Linked DNA regions of Mus musculus: regions 2 and 3 are each linked to region 1. A link is a contact called in public HiChIP or PLAC-seq data. All regions are on one chromosome and are shown on one strand. The core of a region is the stretch at or near the end of the contact, and the rest is flanking DNA. Distances in the headings are between cores, read along the strand shown. Region 1 has its middle 27 kb from the start of Gm40112. Region 2 has its middle 40 kb from the start of Gm33679. Region 3 has its middle 23 kb from the start of Gm46818.

Region 1 (3,821 bases), core at 375-2,874:
GAGTGCTGCTTACCGGCTGGCTCAGCCTGCCTTCTTATAGACCTCAGGACCATCTGCCCAGGGGTGACACTGCTCACAGTGGCCCAAGCCTTTGTCTTAGTTTGAGTATCCATTGCTGCAAGGACGCATCATAACCATGGCAACTCTTATAAAGAAAAACATTTAATTGGGGCTGGCTTATAGTTTCAGAGGTTTAGTCCATTATCATCATGGTGGGAAGCATGGCAGCATGCAGGCAGACATGGTGCTGGAGACAGAGCTGACAGTTCTATATCTTGATCCAAAGGCTGCCAGGAGGAGAGACTATGTCACACTCAGTGTAGCTTGGGCATATATGAGTTTTCAAAGCCTGCCTCCATGGTGACACATTCCTCTAAGAAGGCCACACCTCCTGATTCCCTATAGGCCAAGCATTCAAGCATGTGAGCCTATGGGGATCACACTGATTCAAAGCCCCACAGCCCTCCTACATCAAATACAAAAAGAAAACGCAATGATTGGCCAATCTGGTGAGGGAGTTTACTCAACTTATGTTCCCTCTTCCCAAATGACTTTAGCTTGTGTCAAGTTAACATAAACTAGCCAGCACTTTAATGGGTTCTGTTTGCCACTGTTTGCCACAGGAAAACAGCATGCCAGTGTTTTCCTGAAATCTGCAGTCATCTGGAGACAGTCTTGGAGGAGGCTTGGGCTTTTGGCTCTAAGTACTCAAATGAGTTGCTGTTGTTGAAGCTACTGATGAATCATGCTCAGCTGGAGTTTGAAGACTGGTCAAGTCAATGAACTTACCCGCTACCACTGTGCTCTCGCCAAGCCAACAGGAACCTCTGACCTCTGGCTCATCCGTAGCCCTCAGCCTCCTCTACCTCTGCCATTGAAAAGTGCCTCTGGCTTCCTTATGGTTGAGTCTGCCTCACCCCACCCAGGACACACTTGCTTCCCTCTGGAGTTTCTCACCAAGCATAGTAGAACCCTTGTTCTGGTGAGATAGACTCCTCTTGGTTCTCCAAGCCTCTCTTCTTTCTCACCAAGCCAGAAGCTCACATGTCCCCTGAAGATTTTCTGGCAGCTTCGACACAGTCTCCTTCTCCTTTGGAGGGTCTAAGGCAGTGGCAGAGTAGACTCCTCCCCCGGCCTCCAGACAGCACTCCTGAGCCATCCTCAGGTCCTCTGACTCTGGGGACCTTTATTATCGTTTCATATATACTTCTGACTCACCAAAGCTTCCTTAAAAGGTTTACTGATTCTGAGCCTTTCCTCCCTCTTCTAACCCTGACCAGCAGTTCCATTTCCCCAGACTTTGAAAATGGCTTGTGTTTGTCTCTCAGTGAACACCAATGCTTTTCCTTCTTTCTTAAAGGCAAACCCAAATCTAAAACATCTGTTTTTTTTCTCTCAGTTCAGAGAAAGAAGTCCAAGTGTCAAGGCCAACCTCTGGGTAGTAGTTGGGTCTGACTCCTTCCAGCCTCAGAATGTGGAGGCCAGCTCTCTGAATCACACATTTTGTGTTCCCTTTTCGCTGCCTGCAGCCTTTGTTCCCGCAAGAGTCTCAGCAACAGTTAGGCTACCTCAGAGCCCCTAGTCTCCCCCCAAAGAATGCTTTCCTCCTAGTGCTGACTCAATCGTGACTAATGTGATCTGTGGATCTGGTGTCTGGGCTCTGTACAATCTAGGAAAACAAAAGTCTTGAGTCTAGATAGAACCTTCCTCATCATAAGGAACTGTCCTGTGTCAGCTAGGTGTTGACGCATAACGTGGGCTCGGGTTGCTAAAGCCCAGATTGTGCTGTAGCCTAGCCCAGTCCTCTGCTACAGAGTCTCATAGCCATCATTACAGGACTGATAGGAGTTTCTGCATTATATAGACTCAGTCTGGGTTCCGTCTGCTTTCAGCTACATGACTTTTGGCAGGATAGGGGTCCTTGTAGGTTGTTGGTCTGAAAGCCTTAGTGCTTTGCTGATGGCTTTCTGGGGGACCTAGAGTTCTTTGTCTGGTGGGCCTTTTCACTGAGGATGAAGGGGGAACGAGGGAAAAGAGGAGAGAGAGAGAGAGGGAGAGAGAGACAGAGAGACACAGAGAGAGAGACAGAGAGACACAGAGAGACAGAGACAAAGGCACACAAAGAAAGACAAAAACAGAGAGACAGACAGAGACTATTATTAGAAGATCCAACTCAAAGCCAAGGGTATCCCATCTCCAAAGTCTTTTCCTCAAGTGTTGCACAAGTTTTACAACACATTTCTCTTCTTATATTTGGATGCGTCAGAGGAAAAAGGATGCGCAATTTCTGCCTTCTGACCACGCACATTCCCCAGCTCACAGGACTCCACAGAATCCTATCTTGAAGTTTCCAAGTTTCCAAGTTGCCCCTCTCCCTGGGCCTCCCCAGTGTGACCGCCTTTTCTTTTTACCACCCTCTCTCTCTCTTCAGCCTTTGGCCTACGCAGCCTCCCTGAGTGCTCAGGTGTGTGTGCTTGGTTCTGTCTACTTCTCTGCTGATTTATGTCCTCACTCCCGACCAGTTCTCCCGCTGCACTGTACACATTAGTTTTGTATTTGGATAGAGCCCACTGTGTGAGAAACGCTAGGAAGGCCAGGAGATCAGTGTAGTGTGTTATTTGGAGACAGAGAATGACCAGTGCACGCCTTCATCTGAAAAGATAATGGGGGGAAAATTAAACAAATTTGTGATGATCATTGACTTAGTTTTTTGAAGCAGGGTCTTGTATTGCTTACGCCGCCCTCTAACTCACTATGTAGCCAAGAATGACCTTGAACATTTAATCCTCTTGCTTCCCCCTCCTGAGTGCTGGGCTTACAGGCATTCACCACCACTCCCTGTTGTATGAGGAGATGGCTTTGTGTGTGCTTGGCAAGCCTCTTACCAACCGAGCTATGTCCCTAGCTCAAAAACTGCTTTAAAAATTCTCCTCATTCTCACCCATCTCAGCCTAGAGGGGCCTAGGGAAAGGTGAGCCAGCCAGACCTGAGCCATCTCAGCCTAGGGAAAGGCGAGCCAGCCATATCTGAGCCATCTCAGCCTAGAGGGGGCCTAGGGAAAGGCGAGCCAGCCAGACCTGAGCCATCTCAGCCTAGGGAAAGGCAAGCCAGCCAGATCCCAGTGCCCTGCTAGCCCTGCACTTGCCCACTGCTAAGTGCCCCCCTCCCTGGCACTGGCCCAGCACAGTCCTCCTCTTCATCTCTGTGGCACGCCTTTGGAATTTCTAACACCAGGTTGGTGCTATAACCTTGAAAATGCCTTAGAACGAAGCCCAGAGCCCTGTAAAGTCTACAAGTCATTTCTGGATGAATGAGTAGATGCTTAAAAAATGTGCAAATTCTTGGATCTTGGGATTCTTAAGGACATAAATAACCTGGACACAGCCGAGGGTAACGGGGACATTTTGCTGGCCTTGTCTTCAGTTCACTCAGTTCGGCTAAACCTCTCAAGTGCTCTGGTCGCCCTTTCCTCTTCAAATTACATGTTCCTGCTTGGCTTTTATCTCCACCACTCCCTCGTCTTTCTTCTCTCCTTCCCTGTTGTTTCTCGCTGCCATGCACTTTCCTGTTCTGAACAATGGCTGCCCTTCCTATCATGTGGCACCCGTGGTCCAGCGGAAGCCCCTTGAGTGTTAGCGATGAGCTGAGTCTGAAGGAGGAGGAAAGCAGAGAGCGTGGCTCTGAAAGTGTGCCACCCAGGTAACCACAGTGACCAGTGGCCGGCCGGACAGGAAGGCTCTGCACCACTTCCCATGGAATTCGCCAAAATTGATGTGTTTTCAGTAGCATCAAACGGTTCGATTCAATCCCCAAATTTCATC
Region 2 (3,821 bases), core at 862-3,361, 240 kb after region 1:
TGCCAATTTCTGAAGTGGCTTGTGTTTCTTCCACTCGTGTTTCCTTGCCCTTAATTTGTATGATTGGCTAATATCAATATGGCAGAGAATAAATATCTCTATAGAACAAGAGAGACAAAGACAGAGCGAGACAGATAAAAAGAGGGGGGGGGGAGGGAGAGGCGGGGTCTGCTACTATACAGTGATAATACCACTTTTCTGATCCTCATTTTTCCTAAGAAAAAGATGGAAAGAACATCTACCACCAGGATTCAGTGTGACAGTGTCTACAGAATGGAATTCCTAGAATGAATAACAAAACACCCAACAAACATGGTTTTTATTACCCGCAATATTATAGCTATATTATTAGCATGTAGTAATCCAACTCTATAACACATTGCATGAAAGGAAAGGAAAGGGCATGATATAAGGAGCTCCACTCATTAGTTCCAATAAAAGGCCCATCCTTTACAACAGCTACTAGAGCACCTTGAGTTCACAATGTGATTTTTTGCAAGATGTGGAAAGAGAGTATTTATCCAAATGTTGGCAGTCATTACCTCTAGCTATGTAGTCATAAGTGCATGTAATTACTCCCTCATAAATCCTAATATTTTTCTGAATATTTTACCATCATAATGCATGATTAAGAATGCAGCCTGTTCATACCAGGCACCATCTTATTTTTCCAAGTGCATTATGATGTAGACGATGTCTTTATATCCACTTTACAGCTAAGGAAAACAAGGCACTGAAAAGCTAATTAACTTCTAAGTACTGAATAGCAGAATTAGAATTTGTGCATAAACCAGAAAATAATCAATACAGATTTTAACGACACACCTTTGTGTCATTGGCTCCAATATAAAATGTACCTTGTTCCCAGCACTGCACTGTGGAGGAGACAATATTAAGAGTCCCACTACTCCATCCCACCAAACAGTCTCTGTTTCTCACAGAATCTTCTCTTGACTTTTTTTACATAAGCTGTTGACCATGCACTGTGGGTACTTCACCTCTGGATCCAAATCCTGTTTATGACATGATGTCATAAACACGTGACACATGTAACCAAGAGCATCCTCACAAGTACACATAAAAGGTTCAGTAAGTCAGAGGCAGGGTGGTGGTCGTTTTCTGGCTCAGGACCTAGATGAGCACATCAATTTGATGCTTATTTGCTGAATGAGCAAATAAATAAGCAGAACCTGTGAGGATCTCATTTACTGAGGATGGGAAGAGGGTCTGGGGGCAATTACTTGGTGGTTAGAATTGCAAAGATATTGAGTGTGTGGACAAAGAAGTGCAACAGACTCCTGCATTCTTTTCTCGTGCCACACCAGCTTCTCCTGAGGAGACTCAACTCTGGGAAGAAGCTGAGTCTCTCTGTGCCATGTCTGAGTGGTAGTGTCACTCTCTCTTAGTCACTATTCTATTGCTGTGAAGAGACACCATGACCCAGGAAACTCCTATGAAAAAGAAAGCATTTAATTGAGGGCTTGTTTACAGTTTCTGAAGATTAGATCATTATCATCATGGTGGGGAATGGTGGGGGCATAGTAGGAAAATGGCAGGAGCATGATGGCACTCATGATATTGGAGCAGTAGATGAGAGCTACATCCTGATCTGTAGCAGAGAGGCCTAGCATGTAGACTGGGCCTAGCACAGGCCCTTCAAACTTAAAGCCTACCCCCAGTGTGGTGGTTTGAATATGCTTGGCTCACAGGAAGTGGTACTATTAAGAGGAGCAGATTTGTTGGAGGAAGTGTGTCACTGTGGGGATGGGCTTTGAGATCCTATGCTCAGGCTTTCAGGAAGTGTGGAAGAGATTCCCCCCTGCAGAAGATAGCATCTGCTGCTTGTGGATCAAGATGTAGAACTCTTGGCTCCTCCAGCACCATGTCTGCCTATACTGTACCATGCTTTCCACCATGATGAGAATTGACTGAACCTCTGAAACTGTAAGCCAGCCCCAATTAAATGTTTACCCTTATAAGATACCTTGGTCATGGTATCCCTTCACAGCAATAAAACCCTAAGGAAGACACCCAGTGACACACTTCCTCCAAACAAGGTCACGCCTCCTAACCCTTCTAATCCTATCAAAGAGTTTCATTCCTTGATGACTAAGCATTAAAATACATGAGGCCATGAGGGCCATTCCTATTTAATCCACCAAAAACCCTGAGTCATTCTGCATCACTGGAGTCTCAAAAGTTTCTCCTTAAGATTTCCCTGTATTTCTTCATCTGTGGAACTTCTTTGCTAGCCTGGAGCTTGGCCTGTGAGCACCATCTCTACACCATCTACTTCCTCCTTCCAGACAAACTTCTCCAGTCTTCTGCGGCAGTACCATGACCTGGGTGCTTCTTTCCCGCGATCCCTCTGACTACTTCCTATCCTGATTTCTTCTTTTTCTGCTCACTAGTGAATGCTCAAGTTCTTCTCAATCAATACTCTCTAAGTAATTACAACTGGCTCTACCATCCAACTGTCATCGTTTATGCAAATGATATGCAAATTTATATTTTCTCCTCAGTCCCTAATTCATATGTCCAAATGCTTACTTGACATTTTTAGCTGAATGCCTAATATATATCTCAAATTAATTTTTAAAACCCAATTCTATTTTTTTCTTCAGTCCTCAGCATCTCAGCAAATGACATCATAAACCTTCCTGGTTGGTCTATATAAAACCTTGGGATCATTCTTTAGTGTCCCCTTCCTACACCAGCATATCCTGTCCACCAGTAAGTAACTCCTATTTTCTGCTTCCAAAATAAGTTCCCAAATTTATCCACCTCTTTTCATTTTCATTGCTGTCATTGTAATTCTTACTTGGACAACTTTCATAACTCTTCACTGCCTGCCTGTTTCTATTCTTGCCCTATTCCAGCTCATTCTCCTCACAACAATGAGAGTCATCTCACAATGAGAACCAGATCTTGCCCTGTTTCTTGTAAAATGAGATCCAAGTCTTTACATGGATACCTCGTCAGCCTCTCTGGCTCTCCCAACTCTCTGCCTCACAGCCTTCTTCCTGTTTTCAGGCACCACATTTCCTGCTGTAGTGCCTGTTCATCTGTCCTCCTGCTATATGGAATATTCTCTCAGTGTGTATTGCAAACAATCCTTATAGGCCCTACAGAGTTAGCACATGCCTTTCTCCCAGCTCCAGGACTGAATTGAAAGGTTAACTTTTTCATTAAAGCTTTTTGACTACTGTCTATGCAAATGACAGCCTTTTACCCAACCTTTTGTCCTGTGTACAACACTAACTTGCATCCTTCTTAATACTGATTTGCTGCAAGGACTTGTAGTTGTTTAGTCCACTGAAAAGGAAGGAGGGCATCTGACGCTGTTTGACATATAGGAGAGGCTCAGGAGAGCAGGCTGTGTTTTGCACAATCAACTCCGACTCATTCCCACAGTTATCCTTACACTGGGCCAATCCTTTCAGGATTATCAATTGCTCCCTTCGAGTTCCTTGCTCTACCTCAGAGTCTTCTTTCTCATGAGACGTCGGCACGTCATTACCACAGAAAGAATTTATCACCTTGCTATCCTTACTACAGATATCTGATCATACTACACTCTCAGTCTAACAAAGGGCTAACGCATCATTTCTCAGCCTGTGTGAAGATTAACACATGGGTTAGTACCATGGCACATAGGTTAGTGGCTTTTTCAACAAGAAAGTGGACAGACCTCTGACAGGAGAGCTCCTCGCTTTGTTTCCTTTGAGGCCCCATCCCTTGTGTATTCTTGGATTTTGTTCTTACCTAATCATCATTGTCTTTGCTTTCTGTGATGCTGAAATAGTTTCTTCTCAAATGGG
Region 3 (3,821 bases), core at 502-3,001, 140 kb after region 1:
TCCAGAAGATGCCCCAACTGGTAAGAAGGACACATGCTCCACTATGTTCATAGCAGCCTTATTTATAATAGCCAGAAGCTGGAAAGAACCCAGATGCCCCTCAACAGAGGAATGGTGTCTTCATTCTTAAAGCTTGCATCACAGTGGGGGAGGCACCCAGCTGAGAATACAGCTGACATGTTGGGTCAGCAGATGAGGCACTGTGCTAGGCCCTGGAATATTACACTGAGTCAGATAGAATTCCTGGCCGCATAGACCTTATATCTTACCATTTAGTAAGCCAGATGACTTTGTAGGCCAAGAAAGCATGGAAAAAATGCAAGATGGAAGAGTCCTGTTATAATCATAAGAGCCAAAAACAAAATCAAGGGCATGATAATGTACCGTGAACTCAAAGTAGAAATCTAGTGTGATGTGGCAATGGAGAAAGCCTGTGTAATATCAGTCTGTATTGACAGAAATATGTATGCTATGTGCTTCAAAAGAGTTAGTAGTCCAGTTATACTTAGGGTTGGTCAGTCTGCAGCTAGAGTATTGTGTTTCCTCCTGGGCACCACATTTACCACATTGTAAGGGGATAAATTAGAGTGTGTCCAGAGAGGGTTGGAACCCTAGGAGAGCAATGGAGTTGGAAGTCATTGTACAGGAAACTGGTGGACCTAGTGATGTTTAGTCTGGGAAATAAAGACTTCGATGGGAGACACATAGCTATTTTCAAAGACGTGTTATATGGACAAGAGTGTGAGTCGCCCTGTGCATTGCCCAGAGAGTACTCTTGCGGCAGCAACTGAATGAATGGTGGGGAGGTTAGGGAGGATCTTTAGTTCAAAATGAGCAGAAACTCACTTGATATTCACCATTCAACAGTGGACCAGAAACGGTCCCTTTACTAGGACTTCAGATTCTTTTATCCCCTTTGCCTCTCCTCCCTGGGGCAAAATTTTGGAGATTTCTTTTTCTTAACTGCAACAGAATGAAACTGTAGAGTCTCTTCTCTGTCCATATAAGTGAGAGTTAATGTTGAAAAATAGCACTAGGACAAATGCTTTACAGAACTGACACTTAAACCATCCCTCAGAGGATGCTCCCATAAGACACATGAAGAAACAAACCTTAGACAACGAAGTGGTAGAGGCTGGCTGGTCTTCTGGACTTCTGCTTCTCCACTCTATGGCTGTGATCTCTCTGCCTCACTGGTCTCTCCATCACTAAAATACACATCCATCCAAAAAGGCAGCATGCGCAGTGTGCTGGAGGAGGAGAAGGTGATTTTCCAGTAAATGAGGTGGAGTAGAAGCCAGCATGTGGCTTCTTGGGTGTGTTGAAGACGGTGGAATTCAGTGTATCCCCAGAACCTGGCAGCACTTGTCCTGGTGCAGAGTGAACTGTCCACAGTGTCTTTGAGAAAAGAAAGCAGTGCTCAGCTTCATCTCATGGTTCTTATACATGGCAGGTCGTATTTTTGTTGTTGTTTTTAACTCTCTCATTTCATCAGGGGCCAGTTATTCCATTTTAATCACGTCTCGGTTACTGTTAAGTAGGACTAAGCTTCACACAATGGATAAAATAACTGAAAAGCTTCTTCCACTTAAAAAAAAAAAAAGAAAAAGAAAAAGAAAAAGAAAAAGAAAAAGAAAAAGAAAAAGAAAAAGAAAAAGAAAAAGAAAAAAAAAAAACACTTTTGTGACTCACCCAATATAAACCACAACCCAATAAAGCCACGATTAAAGTGGATGTAGACTAAATCTCTCCTGAATGGAGTTTTGCTTTCTGTTTTCAGGAGTCATCCCAGCCCTTTGATGTCTGTTGGGCCCTCTTGCACACCACCTTCTGTTCTTATTTGACTCTTTTCTGCCATGAATGCCATGCCTGCCATTGTTTGGCTCGGTCTTGGCTAGCAGAAGATAGAGGGAAAGGCTTCCTGGAACACAAGGAGCCAAGTTAGGAAAATGACCCACGTGAAGGGAAGCCCAGAAGAAGAAGATTCGCGGCAAGTGCCTAGCCCTCCTAGCTGGAGGTTTTCATATGCTGACTTCATGGCTTCTGGGCTAAATGATCAACACTGACTGGGAGGGACTTTTACCCACATTTTTGTCTTCTGGCTCTTGCTCTGCATAGACTCACTTTGTAAAAATTCAAACAACAGCAGAAAAAAAAAAAGAAAGAAAAAAGAAAAAAAAAACTCCAATCTCTAAAATAACGTATTTTCACAGAAATGTATATTCACTACCTGAGGCTTATAGTCCATGGAATCATTTACCTGAATGTAAACTATGGAGACTCTCAGAGTGACGTCAGTATCTGACTCCTGGCACACACAGGCAGGGTTTGCTTTGATTCTAATGCTCAGAGAAACTATTTACACAGAGAACGCACCCCATCTGGCCTGATAAACTTTGGGTGGTTTGAATTCTTTGCAATATTTTTTTCCCCAGCAAATCTCTTCCTAGGGCAGTCATAAGCCTCATTTTTATTGTGTCCATGATCTTTTTACCCAAAATAGTGATATTTTTTATGTAATGGATCAAAGAAAGATTGTGATTATAGCAGGGACTATTATGAAACCAGAAAGGAGCCAACTAGAGAGAGAAGGAATACCGAGGGTTATTTTTAAATGGCATTCTTCAAATATGACTGACTGTAAATAAACTGTATGTTGTCCTTTGAGGGCAAGAGCCTGAAGTGGAAACACCACATATGGCCATCAGGAGGTCTGGCACACCACTTCTGTGTGTTTCAAGTGACTCTAGATATGGTTTGGCTATGGAATTCTTCAGCTTGAGGCTGCAGAGGACAGGCTTTTTCAGAGCCTTGGAAACTACTTGTTTTAGACATAGAACTGTGGCATTTTTCATTTCTACAGCCATCAGTGATGTCTGTAGCAGGAATTTTGTAAACTGTTGTGGGTTGAGTACGAATAATCCCTCCGGGAAGCTGTAGGATGGTCCAAAAGTCATCTTCAAAGGGTGACTTTTCATCCCCCGTTATCAAGAAGATGAACTGAAGAGAGAAACCTGTTCAGAATTATGTAAAGATGGAGAGCCTGCTCTTTGTCTCCATGGTGATGATCTCTTTGTGACCAAGTCTTTTTTTTCCCTCCAAGTAGGATCATTCTTAGTGCTATGTGGTCGGTTCTGTTTCTCTTTCACCTGTCCCATACTGTTCCCTACAACCTGCTCTATCTCCAGTTCTCCTTGTTGGAGTTCCCACTTTGGGGGAACTTGTTTATCACTCTCACTACCATATTCTTCCTGGTATGCAATTGGTCAGATGGGCTCCCTTCCGACTTCTCCATTTCCAGGACAAGAGCTGACCTCTGAGGACCAGGGCCAGGAGATTTAAGATTAGATTCCCCAGGACTGCTACTTAACTCTAACTTAGACTCTAAGAATCAAGGAAAATGAGCCTCATCAAAGTTCTTAGCTGAGAGCTGAGGACCAGCACACTGAGAGACCAGGCATGGTCCCAGTCCTGGCTGTTCAGAGTATGGACCATAGAGCAACAGCACTGGCATCCCTGGGGGTGTTTGGAATGTAGAAGCTCAGCTCCCAGCCCCCAATTACCATATTAGACCTCTGGGTGCTTCTGGTGAGCATAAAATCTGGAATAGTATATCTCAGAGAGCCAGAGGCAAGGTCAAGGGCCTAGTCAGGCTTGCTAGAGGAATTAGTCCACAATAATGTTGAGAATGAGAGCAAGTGAGTAGCAAGCAAGGAAAGACATGGGGGAGGGGGGGGGAGGCTGGGTCGATTACTGCCAACACCAGAACACCAGGGATGCCTGAGGCTGTCTTCATGTGCCGTGGGCCTGTGGCTATGTGG

What was found. HiChIP or PLAC-seq counts read pairs in DNA pulled down with a chosen protein or histone mark.
Region 2: a contact with region 1 is called in a CTCF HiChIP or PLAC-seq map of the NIH/3T3 cell line, with 8 read pairs. The contact joins two enhancer-like sites. A contact is called at or near these places in 1 of 15 datasets of contacts at CTCF or cohesin (the NIH/3T3 cell line) and 1 of 9 other capture datasets (embryonic stem cells).
Region 3: a FOXA1 HiChIP or PLAC-seq map of pancreatic cancer cells shows a contact between it and region 1. The contact joins two enhancer-like sites. A contact is called at or near these places in 1 of 15 datasets of contacts at CTCF or cohesin (the NIH/3T3 cell line), 3 of 484 Hi-C or Micro-C datasets (embryonic fibroblasts, nephron progenitors and uterus), 3 of 115 datasets of contacts at active chromatin or transcription factors (fibro-adipogenic progenitors, heart atrium and pancreatic cancer cells) and 1 of 9 other capture datasets (embryonic stem cells).

Annotation. Positions count from the first base shown.
Region 1 is chr3:102,665,699-102,669,519 of GRCm38.p6, reverse strand. No RefSeq gene overlaps it. Among named protein-coding and RNA genes, the nearest start is that of Gm40112, 27 kb to the left of the region's middle. Within about 2 kb of position 1,624, at least 55 of the 459 cell types and tissues checked have an H3K27ac peak or open chromatin away from gene starts, as enhancers often do. A contact at or near this core is called in the NIH/3T3 cell line, embryonic fibroblasts and pancreatic cancer cells, where this site is marked.
Region 2 is chr3:102,421,706-102,425,526 of GRCm38.p6, reverse strand. No RefSeq gene overlaps it. Among named protein-coding and RNA genes, the nearest start is that of Gm33679, 40 kb to the right of the region's middle. Within about 2 kb of position 2,111, at least 5 of the 459 cell types and tissues checked have an H3K27ac peak or open chromatin away from gene starts, as enhancers often do. A contact at or near this core is called in the NIH/3T3 cell line, where this site is marked.
Region 3 is chr3:102,527,316-102,531,136 of GRCm38.p6, reverse strand. No RefSeq gene overlaps it. Among named protein-coding and RNA genes, the nearest start is that of Gm46818, 23 kb to the right of the region's middle. Within about 2 kb of position 1,751, at least 21 of the 459 cell types and tissues checked have an H3K27ac peak or open chromatin away from gene starts, as enhancers often do. A contact at or near this core is called in the NIH/3T3 cell line, embryonic fibroblasts and pancreatic cancer cells, where this site is marked.